Linked DNA regions of Oryctolagus cuniculus: region 1 is linked to region 2. Evidence: chromatin contacts called from public Hi-C data. All regions are on one chromosome and are shown on one strand. Each heading gives the region's core, a stretch centred on a gene start, on an enhancer-like site or on the middle of the called end of the contact. The rest is flanking DNA. Distances are from core to core; before and after follow the strand shown.

The links. Hi-C and Micro-C count contacts between places; a contact is called where the count stands out from the background.
Region 1: a contact with region 2 is called in a Hi-C map of an unstated tissue, with 2.4 times the contacts expected there. The contact joins the enhancer-like site here to the promoter of ELOVL5 in region 2. A contact is called at or near these places in 3 of 6 Hi-C or Micro-C datasets (ear pinna, psoas muscle and an unstated tissue).

The regions. Positions count from the first base shown.
Region 1 is chr5:116,511,617-116,518,008 of mOryCun1.1, forward strand. It overlaps ELOVL5 (ELOVL fatty acid elongase 5), which reads left to right. Exons shown (of 8, transcript XM_002714509.5): 4 at 973-1,050; 5 at 1,943-2,114; 6 at 4,722-4,846. Among named protein-coding and RNA genes, the nearest start is that of GCM1, 61 kb to the right of the region's middle. Within about 2 kb of position 3,280, at least 4 of the 8 cell types and tissues checked have an H3K27ac peak or open chromatin away from gene starts, as enhancers often do. A contact at or near this core is called in ear pinna, where this site is marked.
Region 2 is chr5:116,435,151-116,440,990 of mOryCun1.1, forward strand. It overlaps ELOVL5 (ELOVL fatty acid elongase 5), which reads left to right and starts at 3,657. Exons shown (of 8, transcript XM_002714509.5): 1 at 3,657-5,283.

The sequences.
Region 1 (6,392 bases), core at 2,030-4,529, 76 kb after region 2:
TGCTGGCACCCGTTCATCAGCAGGAAAAGTCACGGGTGCCCTAGGCTTCAGGAGGAAGTGGAAGGGGCACAGTGAGGCACAGTTTTTGCAGAGAGAGGTAGCATCTCATAGATGTTTGGCCAGAACACTGTGGATGGACAATGTAGAGATGTACAGGGTGGTCCAGGAAGACTTTGCATCCAGAGAAGGGCTCCTTCTACAAGGTCCAGAAGTCTCTTCTGGGGCGTTTGTTCCCCTTGTGTGCTGATGAGACTGAGGAGCCCCCATGAGCCAGTGATGCCTGCAGGGCTGCAATACAGACCTTTCAGCCCAGTCCTGGTCCTTTGTGTGACACCAGAGCCTGCAGGTGAATTCTGAGGCAAGGGCATGATTTCCTGAGTGTGCAGAAGCCAAATTCACGGGTCTAGAGAATGCCCCAGCCACAGGAACTTAGGAAGATGAAGTGGGGCCCATGATCCCCTCAGCCCACAGCATGGCTTCTCAGAGTACAGCCCCCGGACCAGCAGCACAGGCATCACCAGGGAACCTGCTGCAACCCGATCCAGTCCCCCACCCCCATGGGCTGGGCTGTTACTTGCCCTGCAAGTGGGTCCAATACTGCCCTCTGGAGTTTGAGGAGCACTGACAGGGAAAGTGGCTCCAGGCTGCTGGGGGACCCAACACTGCGTTGGTTGAAGGAGTAATGAACTCGGGACACTGCAGTGGCGGTGTGAGAAAGGAGAGCCTGTGAAGAGAGCAGGCTGGGAGTGCCTCCCAGGTCCCCACTCAGTGTGTGGACGTGCCCACCCCTGTGGAAGTGAGGCTGCACTCATGCAGACTTCCCCTTTGGTCACATGTCCCTACAAGTACATTCTCCCTTAAAGCAGACCTAGCCTAGCAGAGCCCCAAGTGCATTGTCACAGACCCTGAAACAAATGGCATTGAATGCAGTTGGGCTGTCTGTGGTTGCTGACGCTTTTCCCTCTTTTTCAGTTAGTTACTGGAGTATGGGAAGGCAGATACAACTTCTTCTGTCAGGGCACACGCAGCGCGGGCGAATCGGACATGAAGGTACTGGCTGTCTCTTGTTGAAGAGTATTTGTGATTTGTATGTGGTTGCGTGGCTTTTAAAATAAAGAAATTGTACAAAAGACAACATGGATCAGAACCTCACTGCCCAGGTAATTCCTGTTGACACTTTGTAAAAGAATAGGAAAAAAGCAACATGAAAATTGAATAATGTGAAAGGTACAAAATGAAAAGTAAAGCTTTCCCCTTTGGAAAAATAACTCCTGTTAATGGTTGAAGGGAAAAATCTGCATTTATTGTTATTTGTGTTCAAGTTACATAAATGGACTCATGAGAACAATCTCTTAAAATATTTTAATCATTCTTATAAATACTCTCTGAGCAGTGATGTTAAACATGGAATCCAACTTCACTCAAAAAAAATTTTTAATGAAGTCTGTCAACTCGGCATGGGCAGTCATTTTCTTAGAGCACCTGTTTGGCATATTTAACTGGGCAGGGTCCTGACCCTGCAGGTCTGATTCTTTTCTTCTGTGCTTCCTGTCACCTGCTCTATGCAAAGTCCCTGGCATCAGATGCATCTTTCAGGTAGTTTTTCTGTAATAGTAGCTCTGCAGACTATTTCCAGAGGGAATACACCAACATCAAGGTTTTAAACCCTGAGCTTCCTGTTTTTGTTAGTCTTTAAGGGTGTCAGGGGGCCTTTTAAAACTTCCCAGGTTGTCCTTTCAGCTGCCCTCACCCACCTCATGGTATATTTTAAAAGGCACTTTGAATGCCAGGAGCTCCCCACTGCTCAAGAACATTAGAAGGCAGTAGGGTGCTTGGGCTGCTCCCAGTTGGCATTGGATCTTGGGATGTTAGCGAAACAGCTCTGAGATGTCCCAGAGCAGCATGGAGGATGAGCCTTCAATCTTTGACCCTTTCCTCTTAGATAATCCGTGTCCTGTGGTGGTACTATTTCTCCAAACTGATAGAGTTCATGGACACCTTCTTCTTCATCCTGCGCAAGAACAACCATCAGATCACCGTGCTGCATGTCTACCACCACGCCTCCATGCTGAACATCTGGTGGTTTGTGATGAACTGGGTCCCCTGTGGCCACTGTGAGTACTGGAGACAAGGGGGCTTGGGGAACAGGGGTGAGCAGATGTGCTGAGTTCCAACCAGGGCTTTCAGGAAAGGTGCTTCTTTGTTGATTTCTAAGTCAGGAATTTGAACTCTATGTCCAGATTGCTTTTAATGAGAGTTTGTGTGGCTCGCGCTCGGAAGACCTTTTGCTGGTTGCGTAAACATCCTTTGCCTGAAGGAGGAGATAAGAGAGATAACCAGCCAGGGGAATACTGAGAAATAGACACAGCATTTTCGTCATAGAGGGCAGCTGTTCCAGGTTCTTTCTAAATCCTCCTGACTTTATGGTGTCAAAGTGCTGCAGACCAGGAAGGAGGAATCACACCTTGGAGCGATTGCCAGGAAAAGAAACTGACTGTCAAATACTTTTGCCAAGTCATATACCAGGACATTTCCATTTAGTCTAATGAAGTCTAGTTGTCAGGGTGTCTATATGTGACAAGCACTAAAGTTTGGTGTAAATTCTGTAAGGTTCCATATGGTTTCTGGAACACTTCTGTTAGAGTCTTGAAGCTTATTGTCTTAAGCCTTGGTTTTCAAAGGCTAAATTGTCAGGACTTTCCCCATACAGCTCCTCTGCGCTTGGGAGGAAGCTGAGACCCTGGAAGGGTTGGTAGAGCTTGGGCTCCAGGTTCCCACCCCTAGTGGTTTTTCCCTTTCATCACACTTCATGACTGTGGCTGAGCTAACCCAACCAACATTCAGTAGAAACAGCGCCTCCTCACATTCAAGGAGTGCTTTAAGTTTGTAGAGAACTTGCAGGATGACAGATTGTAACTAGTCCCACCAGGCCCATAAGAATCTGAACCAGAGAATGGACCCCGCTCATCCAAGGGCACAGGGCCAAGGTGCTGTCATAGCTCGGAGTGGAAGCTTGTTCCCTGACACTGATCTGTGCACCTCCAACTGCAGAGGGAAAAGCAGGATAGCTTTGTTTGGTTGCTTACTGTCAGGGAGGAGGGCAGAGAATCTAAAAAAAGAATTTGTGGTTCTACTAGAAATTGAAAATCATGTGACAAGAGAGATCTTTTATCCCTGAGGGACTGGGCTCTATTAATAAAACTGTATGACCTCAGCACTGCAGTCCAGGAGAATAACAGGAGGTGACTTCAGAGGCCTCTCCCAGCCTCAGCAAATGTGTGCAAACAGCCAGCTTTGAGCACGCTGCCCGTTGGCTGCCTTCCCCAGCCTGCAGAGTAGCACAGCTGAGGCAGTTGGGTGTGGAAAGAGAAGCAGCTGCCTCTGGAAGTTGCTCAAACTCTGACAGCAAAGCCTGCAGGTGCCAGAGAGGGCAGGTGGTACCATGGCTGCTGTGTCAGATGCCCACCTGGCAGCTCCAGCTGACCTCTGAGCTAAAAGAGCATCCTGATTGATGGCTGCCGGCCAAAGTGGAAGTTGACTTCTCATTACACACCTATGCAGTGCTTGGGGCGGCAGTGTTTGTCAGCCCCCGTTCAAAAACATCCTATTCAAAGAGAATGTTGGGAGCTGCTATCTGGCATAGTGATTAAGATACTGTGTGGGACACCTGTATCCCATATCAGAGTTGCCTGGATTTGAGTCGTGGCTCTGCTTCCAGTTCTGGCATCCTGCTAATGTGCACCCTGGGAGGCAGCAGGTAATGGCCTTAGTACTTGGGTCCCTGCCACCCACATGGGAGACCTGGATTGGGTTTCAGCCTCCTGACTTCAGCTTGGTTCAGCCCTGGCTGTTATGAGTATTTGGTGAGTGAACCAGCAGATGAAAAATGTCTCTCTGTCTCTGTAATTAAAAATAAATAAATAAGTAATCTTAGAAAATTTGTTTATTTATTTGAAAGACAGAGCAAGAGAGACAGAAAGACATCTTCCACCTGCTGGTTCATTCCCCAGATGGCCACAATGGCCTGGGCTGGAACAGGCTGAAGCCAGAATACTGGGACTCCATCCAGGTCTTCCACATGGGTGGCAAGACCCAACTACTTGAACCATCATCCACTGCCTTCCCAGGCACATTAACAGGAAGCAGAGGCCAGCGCCCCGGCTCACTAAGCTAATCCTCCACCTTGCGGCACTGGCACACCGGGTTCTAGTCCCGGTCGGGGCACCAGATTCTGTCCCAGTTGCCCTCTTCCAGGCCAGCTCTCTGCTGTGGCCTGGGAGTGCAGTGGAGGATGGCCCAAGTACTTGGGCCCTGCACCCCATGGGAGACCAGGAGAAGTACCTGGCTCCTGCCATAGGATCAGTGCGGTACGCTGGCTGCAGCGCGCCGGCCACGGCAGCCATTGGAGGGTGAACCAACGGCAAAAAGGAAGACCTTTCTCTCTGTCTCTCTTCTTACTGTCCACTCTGCCTGTCAAAAAATTAAAAAATAATAATAATAAAAAAATTAAAAAAAAAAAAAAAACAGGAAGCAGAATTGGAAATAGAGCAGCCTGGACTCAAACCAGCACTCTGATATGGGATACCAGCATCACAAGTGGCTTAACCTGCTGTGCCACAATGTCAGCCACATAAATTTCTTAAAACAAGAATCTTGCCCTTTTTGTCTGTTATATAAAATACTGTTGCATCTTCTTCCCCAAATTCCATGTGTTCCTGCAGCTTATTTTGGTGCCACACTTAACAGCTTCATCCACGTCCTCATGTACTCATACTATGGTCTGTCCTCCGTGCCATCCATGCGTCCGTACCTCTGGTGGAAGAAGTACATCACTCAGGGGCAGCTGGTGAGTGACTCCATCCTGGGTGGACACAGACCTCTTCCTGGCTTTAGTAGGAGTCCCTAAAGACCCTTCCCCTCCCTTGCCTCATTTGATCCAAGTAAGTGCTTGAAAGAGGCAAATAAGTGACTTTCCTCATTTTTAATTGATGGAGAAACTGTACTCATGGTGTACAGTAGTTGAGTTGTAGAATGAGGACTGTAACTAACTTCCCACCTGCAAGTTCACTTCGTTCCTCTGTGAGTGTGTGTGTATGTGTGTGTGTGTGTGTTCTAATTGTAGTCCCAAACCAGGATTTAGGAGGAGCTGTGGAGTAGCAGGAATCGGACACTTGCCACTGATTAGGCAGCAAGGGTATTTGCTAAGGCAGGTGCAGGGTGGCCATGCAGCCCCTGTGCAGTGGGGCACCTGTCGGCAGGGGTGGCACTTGCTCTGCCTCTGCTGACAACCCTTATCCCCAGGCCCACCCTGCAAGGGCCAAGACAACTGTTAGCACTTGGTGCTCACCATTCTTTCTTAAGCCTTTCCCAGTTGTCGGTATATTATAGACCCCACTCCTCGCTCATGAATTCTTTCATGAACTAATTATTAATACCTCACTACTCAAAATCAAGACAGAGAAACGGAAAACAAAGCAAGACGTGGTTACAGCTGGACTTGTATAGCTCCAGATATCAACTCCCCAGCAATGAGAAAGTCACCTATGGCTAAATGACAAGTTTACAAGACCCTGTACAAGCTTCCTCATAGCCCAAAGGATTTAAACCCTGAGCCAGCTTCCCTCACTCCATTGGAGACCCGTTCCTCACGTGAGGACGTTCTCCTTTTTTTTTTTTTTTTTTTTTGACAGGCAGATTTAGACAGTGAGAGAGAGAGAGACAGAGAGAAAGGTCTTCCTTTCCGTTGGTTCACCCCGCCAAGTGGCCACTACAGCCGGCGCATTGTGCCGATCCGAAGCCGGGAGCCAGGTGCTTCCTCCTGGTCTCCTATGAGGGTGCAGGGCCTAAGCACTTGGGCCATCCTCCACTGCCTTCCCGGGCCACAGCAGAGAGCTGGCCTGGAAGAGGAGCAACAGGGACAGAATCCGGGGCCCTGACCAGGACTAGAACCCCGGGGTGCCGGCGTCGCAGGCAGAGGATTAGCCTAGTGAACCGCGGCGCTGGCCCAAGGGCTTTCTCTTTCTTCAATAAACTTTGCTTCTGTGCCTGCCCTTCCTTGTCCATGATCTTCATTCTCCATGGTCTGAGACAAGAATCAAAGAGTTCAGAACCACAGACTCCTGCAATGTTACCAACACATGATCAGAAATGCAACCATGAGTGTGTCCTCTGGTAAACGTTTATTAAAACTCATTGTGTCTTGTTCTCAAAAAAAATATTATTATTTATTAATACCAACAATGTTAAACACTGACTTTTGTTAAATGTTTACCACATGTCAGGTCCTCATGTTAAGTAAGTGACTTTACATGGAATGTTCTAGCAGCCTGATTTCATATTATTGTCCCCACTTGGTAGATGAGGACATTAAGGTGTTGGGCCAAAGCTAGCTG
Region 2 (5,840 bases), core at 2,407-4,906:
AAAAGGAAAGAATTGGTACCAAATTTTATTTATCATCAAAATAAATATCACCATAATTTGTATTTCTAGAGAAAGTCCTTGGTATTCAAGATAACTAGTGCATTTATAGAGAGAATAAGATAGCTCAAACCCACGCAATTTAAAACCTAATGTTTCCTTTTCATCATAACTGTAATCACAGTCTTTATTCACAGCACTTAAAAAGGTTAACTTTCTTGGTACAAGTTAATTCTTCAGATTTTAATATTTCAGGAAGATGGAAGAGAAATTTACTTTCATTAACATGATACCGATAGATAATACTTTTCAAATTATTATAGTTGATATTTTCTTCTCTTTGACAAGTTTTGACCAAACGGTACCTTAAAAAAAAACGTATTTTACTGATTTGCACTTAACTTTTCTATTCACTCATTTGCTAGCCATTCAATATTTATTTAGCTCTTACTAGGTGCCAGGCAGTGCTCTAAGTCTGGACGTACAGAGTGATCAAAGCAAAGTTTGTGCCCTCAGCTTACTGGGGTGGGGGAAGGAGGAGATGATAAATATTAACAAGTAAATCTGTAATACAAGAGGATTTCCAACATTTGAGGGAAAATGTAATGAAAATATGTGTCTTTTGGTGCAAAAACATTAAATCCTTACATAGATTTTTCCATAATATGAATTAAATGCTAAGGAGAAAACTTAAGCAGAGTGAAAGATCTCTACAATGTGGGAGACAGGGAGGGAGGTGTTGCAAAACTGAAGAGCGGAAAAGTCTCTGAGATGACATTTATGCAGAGAACAGAATGAAACAAAAGATATTAATCTTGGAGGTTTCTGGGTTAGATCATTCGAGGCCTGAGGGACTAGTAAGTGCATAGTCCTTGAGGCAGTCAGGTGTTCAAGGAATAAGAAAGAGGTCATTGTGGATGGAAAACAGGGAAGCTTTAGAAGGCCAGAGAAATGGCAAGGTGCTAAGTCATGAAGGATCTTATAGACCATTGTAAAGATTTGACTGTTCCTCTCCATGGGATGTGAAGTTGATAGATGGTGGTAAACAGACATGTGCCATAATTTGGCTTTGGTTTGCAAAAGGATCACTCTGACTGCTGGTGTGAGCCAAGACTGTAGAAGGCAAAGGTAGAAGGACACATTCAGTTAGTAGGGGCTATGGTTTGAACACGTCTATGCATGGATTTTCAAAAATGTTTTGTATCAAAATAAACATCTTTTGATTCTACTTTTCACTAACTTCATAAGGTATCTTTGGAAAATTTGTCCCCTCCAAAACTCATGGTGTAATTTGATTGTCATCTTGGCGGTGTTGGCAGAGGGACCTTTAAGAGTTGATTACATCCTTAAGTGGGATCAATGCCTTTCTTGCAAGAGTAGATTGTTATAAAGGAGGCCCCTCTACCACACCTATTTGCTAACCCTGCTGTTTTTCTGCCAAGTTATGATGCATACAACAAAAGGTTGTGTCACAAGATGCCCAATCTTAGACTTCTAGCCTCCAGAACTGTGAGCTAAAGAAACCTCTATTCTTTATGAATCAATTAGTCTCAGATATTTTATTATAGAAACAGAAAATGGACTATTGCAAAATTCTGGACAACTACAAGTAACAAAGTGGGTGGCTATGGTAGAGATGATGAAAAGTAAACATCCTGGGTACATTTTGAAGGTCAAATAGTAGGGTTTTACTGATGTCTTGGAAGTAGGAGGTGGGAAAAAGAGAAAAGTTAAACCCATCTCTAAGACATTTGGCCTGAGAATCTGGATTGGTGGAGTTGTCATTTACCTATCTGGGGAAGATCATGGGAAAATCAAGTTTGGGAGCAAATCAGTTGATTTTTGATTATCCTTAGTTTGAGATGCCTTTTAGACATTCAAGAGGGGAAGTCATTAAAAGGCATTTAGAGTCCAAGGGGAAAGTATGGGCTGGAGAAATATATTTGGGAGTCAGCAGTGCATACACAAAGTTCAAAGGCATGAAAGGAGAAGCAGATGTAGATAGAGAAAATTGAGAATGAAGAGCTTGTTCATCTTTCATTCACTCCCAGATGGAACACTGAAGAGTATAAAAGTATGTATAGAGGAAGAGACTGAAATAATCCAAATTGTTCATTATTTCAGCAGATATTTGAGCATCTGCCATTTCTAGAAGTTCTGCTAGGCACTGAGAAAACAACATGGCAGGCCAGGCCTGGGCAATGCCTTCAGGTAGTACATAGTCATCAAGATGAACACTCAAGGATGAGAATCAAGATAACCCACAGTACATGTTGTCCAACATGTAGAAGCAAGAGGAGGAACAGCAAAGTAACAAGGGACGTGTGGAGCTGACTCTCAAGATCTAAGGAGGAAAGGACACCGCCTTTAATCTCTTCTGCCTCCAGTAAAGATAATGCAGGCCAATAGGAATTTAGGGCAGCAAGATAGCAGAAAATAAAAATTAGAAGAGAAGGAAAAAAGTATCAACAGAGGGACAAACAAACAAAAAAAAGGAACAGAGACTGTGTATTATCTGCATAAAATAGTTTATAACTTGGCCTATATTTTAATCAACTTTGAAACATCCAAAGGCGAATGTCATGCAAATACTGCCTAATCAAAGAACAGTTTCATTAATTAGAAATGCATTCTAAGGAACTTCCAATTGTATTTTTGAATTCAACTGTAGCTGCTGTAACAATAAAATGCCCAGGATGTTACATACTTTTTTCTCAAAAGCAATACTATACCAACTTCTAACACACTTAGATTGTGTGGAGATTTGGGTCCACTGATGAAACCTAACAGCAACAGCTAGAATGCTGCAGAATTTAAGAATAAATAAAGAGAAGGAGGAGGTAGAGAAGAAGAAAATAGCTCTAACGAAGGTAACAAAATATCATTTCTTGGGGGACTCCCACAGTGTTTTGTTACCAAGCCTATCTGTGTTCCTTATCAGGAAGGTGGGTTAATGGGGCAAGGACGGCTGCAGCACAGTCCTTAGATTTTGGCCGGCCTGGAGTCTGCTTCTGATGCTCCATAAAACCTTTCTTGAATTCCATTACTCAGTATGCCTGGTATGGAATCCTAGGTGTTCTTTGGGTTTATTTGGAAAGAATGCTCACAGTTATGTCAGTTTGACCACTTTTCTTGCGGCTTTACCCGTGAATGCCATGACGTTGAAATCTGGAGTGATTCTATCACGGTCATATTACTTCACACACCAGGGTGTACGGTTAGCTATTAGGGAGTGGGGAGTTCCTTCCAAATGACATATTTATGTCTTGGGAATCCTAAGTCTCTGGCTGAGGGAAGAATGAGAACATGATCTTGTTAACTTAATGTTTGAGAGGAATTAATAATCCTAGGACTTGACCACCCGATTGAGAGTTGGAATGTGGAGCTGAGAATGGAAGCACCAGGGTGAGGATGGTGATGGTGAGGGACTTCATTCATTCATACAAAATGTATTTATTGAGTTCCTATTATAACCGAGGGAACCACACTAAAATCTACAGATAAACCTCCAATGGAATTTACAACCCAAAACAATGGAGTACGTGCACCCAGGAGATTGAGTGAGATAAAACAGTAGATAGCTATGACGCAGAGTGGTCAATGCTATCAGTCAACTATGAGCCATTAGCCACAGAGTATGGAAAAGACACCATGGAAAGAAAACATTACAACTTTATTTTTATATTAAAAGTCATCTACTATTTAACATTAACTTGAAGTTACATGTCTATAATTAAAGAAAAATGCAGATATTTTAGTAGCATGGGCTTAACATTTAACTGACAATTGAATACAATACAAACAACTGACTGTGGTATAAAACTCGAGATTGTTTGAATCCCACACAAAATCTGAAACTTTTAAACCCGGAAAGGCAGAACTTAGGGTGACAGATAGCTGAACCAGCCCTGGCTTTGAACTGTTGGAAGAGGGATCAAAGCAGATATGATACCAAAATCTCTATGGCACCAGCTTATGCTTTTCACATGCCCAGTGAAACAAAGTTCTGTAACTCTTGGACTTTATTGTAGCATTTACCAGGCTGCATTATTTTTCCCAGCTGTATGTCATTTTACAGGTGGAGGGGGCCCTTGAAGTATTTTCGTTTTATTTACTTCTAACACCTAGCATATATTGTCTGGTAAACTGAAGACATTCAGTCTACAGAGTTGAAGGGCAAATAGGCAACAATACCAATTATCTGTGACGAAGACATTTAGATTATCCAACGCAATAGCTCAGTGCCTGGGACACACTGGCACGTGATAAACATTAGACTGTAAATAGGTGAAAGAATAGATTTGCCTGCATTAAATGGCTGACGGATGGATGAACACGGTGTAGTAGAAATACAGAAGGAAGGACATGAGAAAGCTAAATTTCTGACGCTTGAAATAGGATGAAGGCCTTATTTGGATAAGTCCAAATATCGGTGAAAAACTGCAAGACTCCTCTGCTTGTGCCCTGCGCCTCTTTTGTCTTAAATGCAGAACTTGCCTCTTCGAAAAAAGCATCACTCACTCCACCACGTTCCCTCCTTTTACAAGTCTTTGGAGTAACTTCTTGAGCGGAAATGGAGCTGGTAGTGACAAATAAAGAAAAAAAAAACGCCCAGGAAAAACAACAGGGTAACTCTGTCCTAAGGGAGCTGAGGCTGCAGCAAGTTTTGTGGTTTTGTGTGTGTGTGTGTGTTGCTGTTGCTTCCCTCCAGTAGTCTCCCGCAGACATTTAACCCTTTCAGGTAAAACCAAGACCTACATCCCCTTCAGGACCGTGGAGGCCGTTCGGAGGGCGGGCTGCCGCCGCCCAAATGCGGTCACCGACTCCTGCCACCGCTGGGATCAAAAGAATCAAAGAGTTCAGAGCAAGGGGAACTTCACTGCCGCTAATGCGCAGGCTCTCGGTTCCACGCAGGCTTATTCGGAAGAAAGGGGGATAAAATCGCCCCGAGACACGTGAACCCGCGGGGACCAACCCCGGCCTCGGCTCCCCACCGCATCGGACCCTGGAATTTACAATCACGAAAGTTCTACCGCCCCACGATTGGCTGCGGGGCCACATGACATCATAGCGCTTGATTAATCCTTCGCGCCCCGATTGGCCGGCCGCGCCATTGTGACGTCACGGTCAGCCCACGTTCTGATTGTAGATACCCGGCGCCTTCCTCTTCCCATCGCGGCGGATCCTCGCTCGCGGCGCCTCCCTCCGACATCCTCCCAGGCTCTGCTGGCCACCGGCGCTCCGCTACCGCCGCCGCGTCGCTGCTGCTGCCCTTGGGGCCAGGAGGTAAGCCGGCAGCTCCGGGAAACTTCGTCTGCGGCTGCCGCTCGCCATGACACCCACGTTCGCGCGCCCGGGGAGCGGGGAGGCGAACTGCCGTTAGGTCCCAGACCCGGCGGTGCGGACCGAGAGCCGCCGGCGTGGCCCGCGCTCCACCCCGCGGCCGCCAGCCGGGCCGGCGTGGGGACGGCTCGGCCCCTCGGCGCCGAGGCCGAGGAGGGCGCCTCGGGAGCTCCGCCGTGATGCTGTCGCACCTGTTCGGCGGGTGGCAGCCGCGCGCGGGCTCTTGGCCGGGCTGACGGACGCCGCGGGGACTCGACGCTTTGCCCAGACGGGAGCTGATGGATGGGGCTCGGCGCGCCCGAGTCCTCCCGCCCCGTCGGGATGAACTCGCGGGTGAGAGGTTCTGCGAGCGCCCTCCGCCCTTCCTTGTTTGGGGGTGGGGGAAACGAGACGTAGGCGAGTTTGGGGACCTGGTGCGGGGTCGCGGGTCGGCTTAGGCATCCGTCGCTCCGGCCTTGCCCTCTTCTCCCCGTCTCGGTCAGCCTTCGGGACCTTCCATC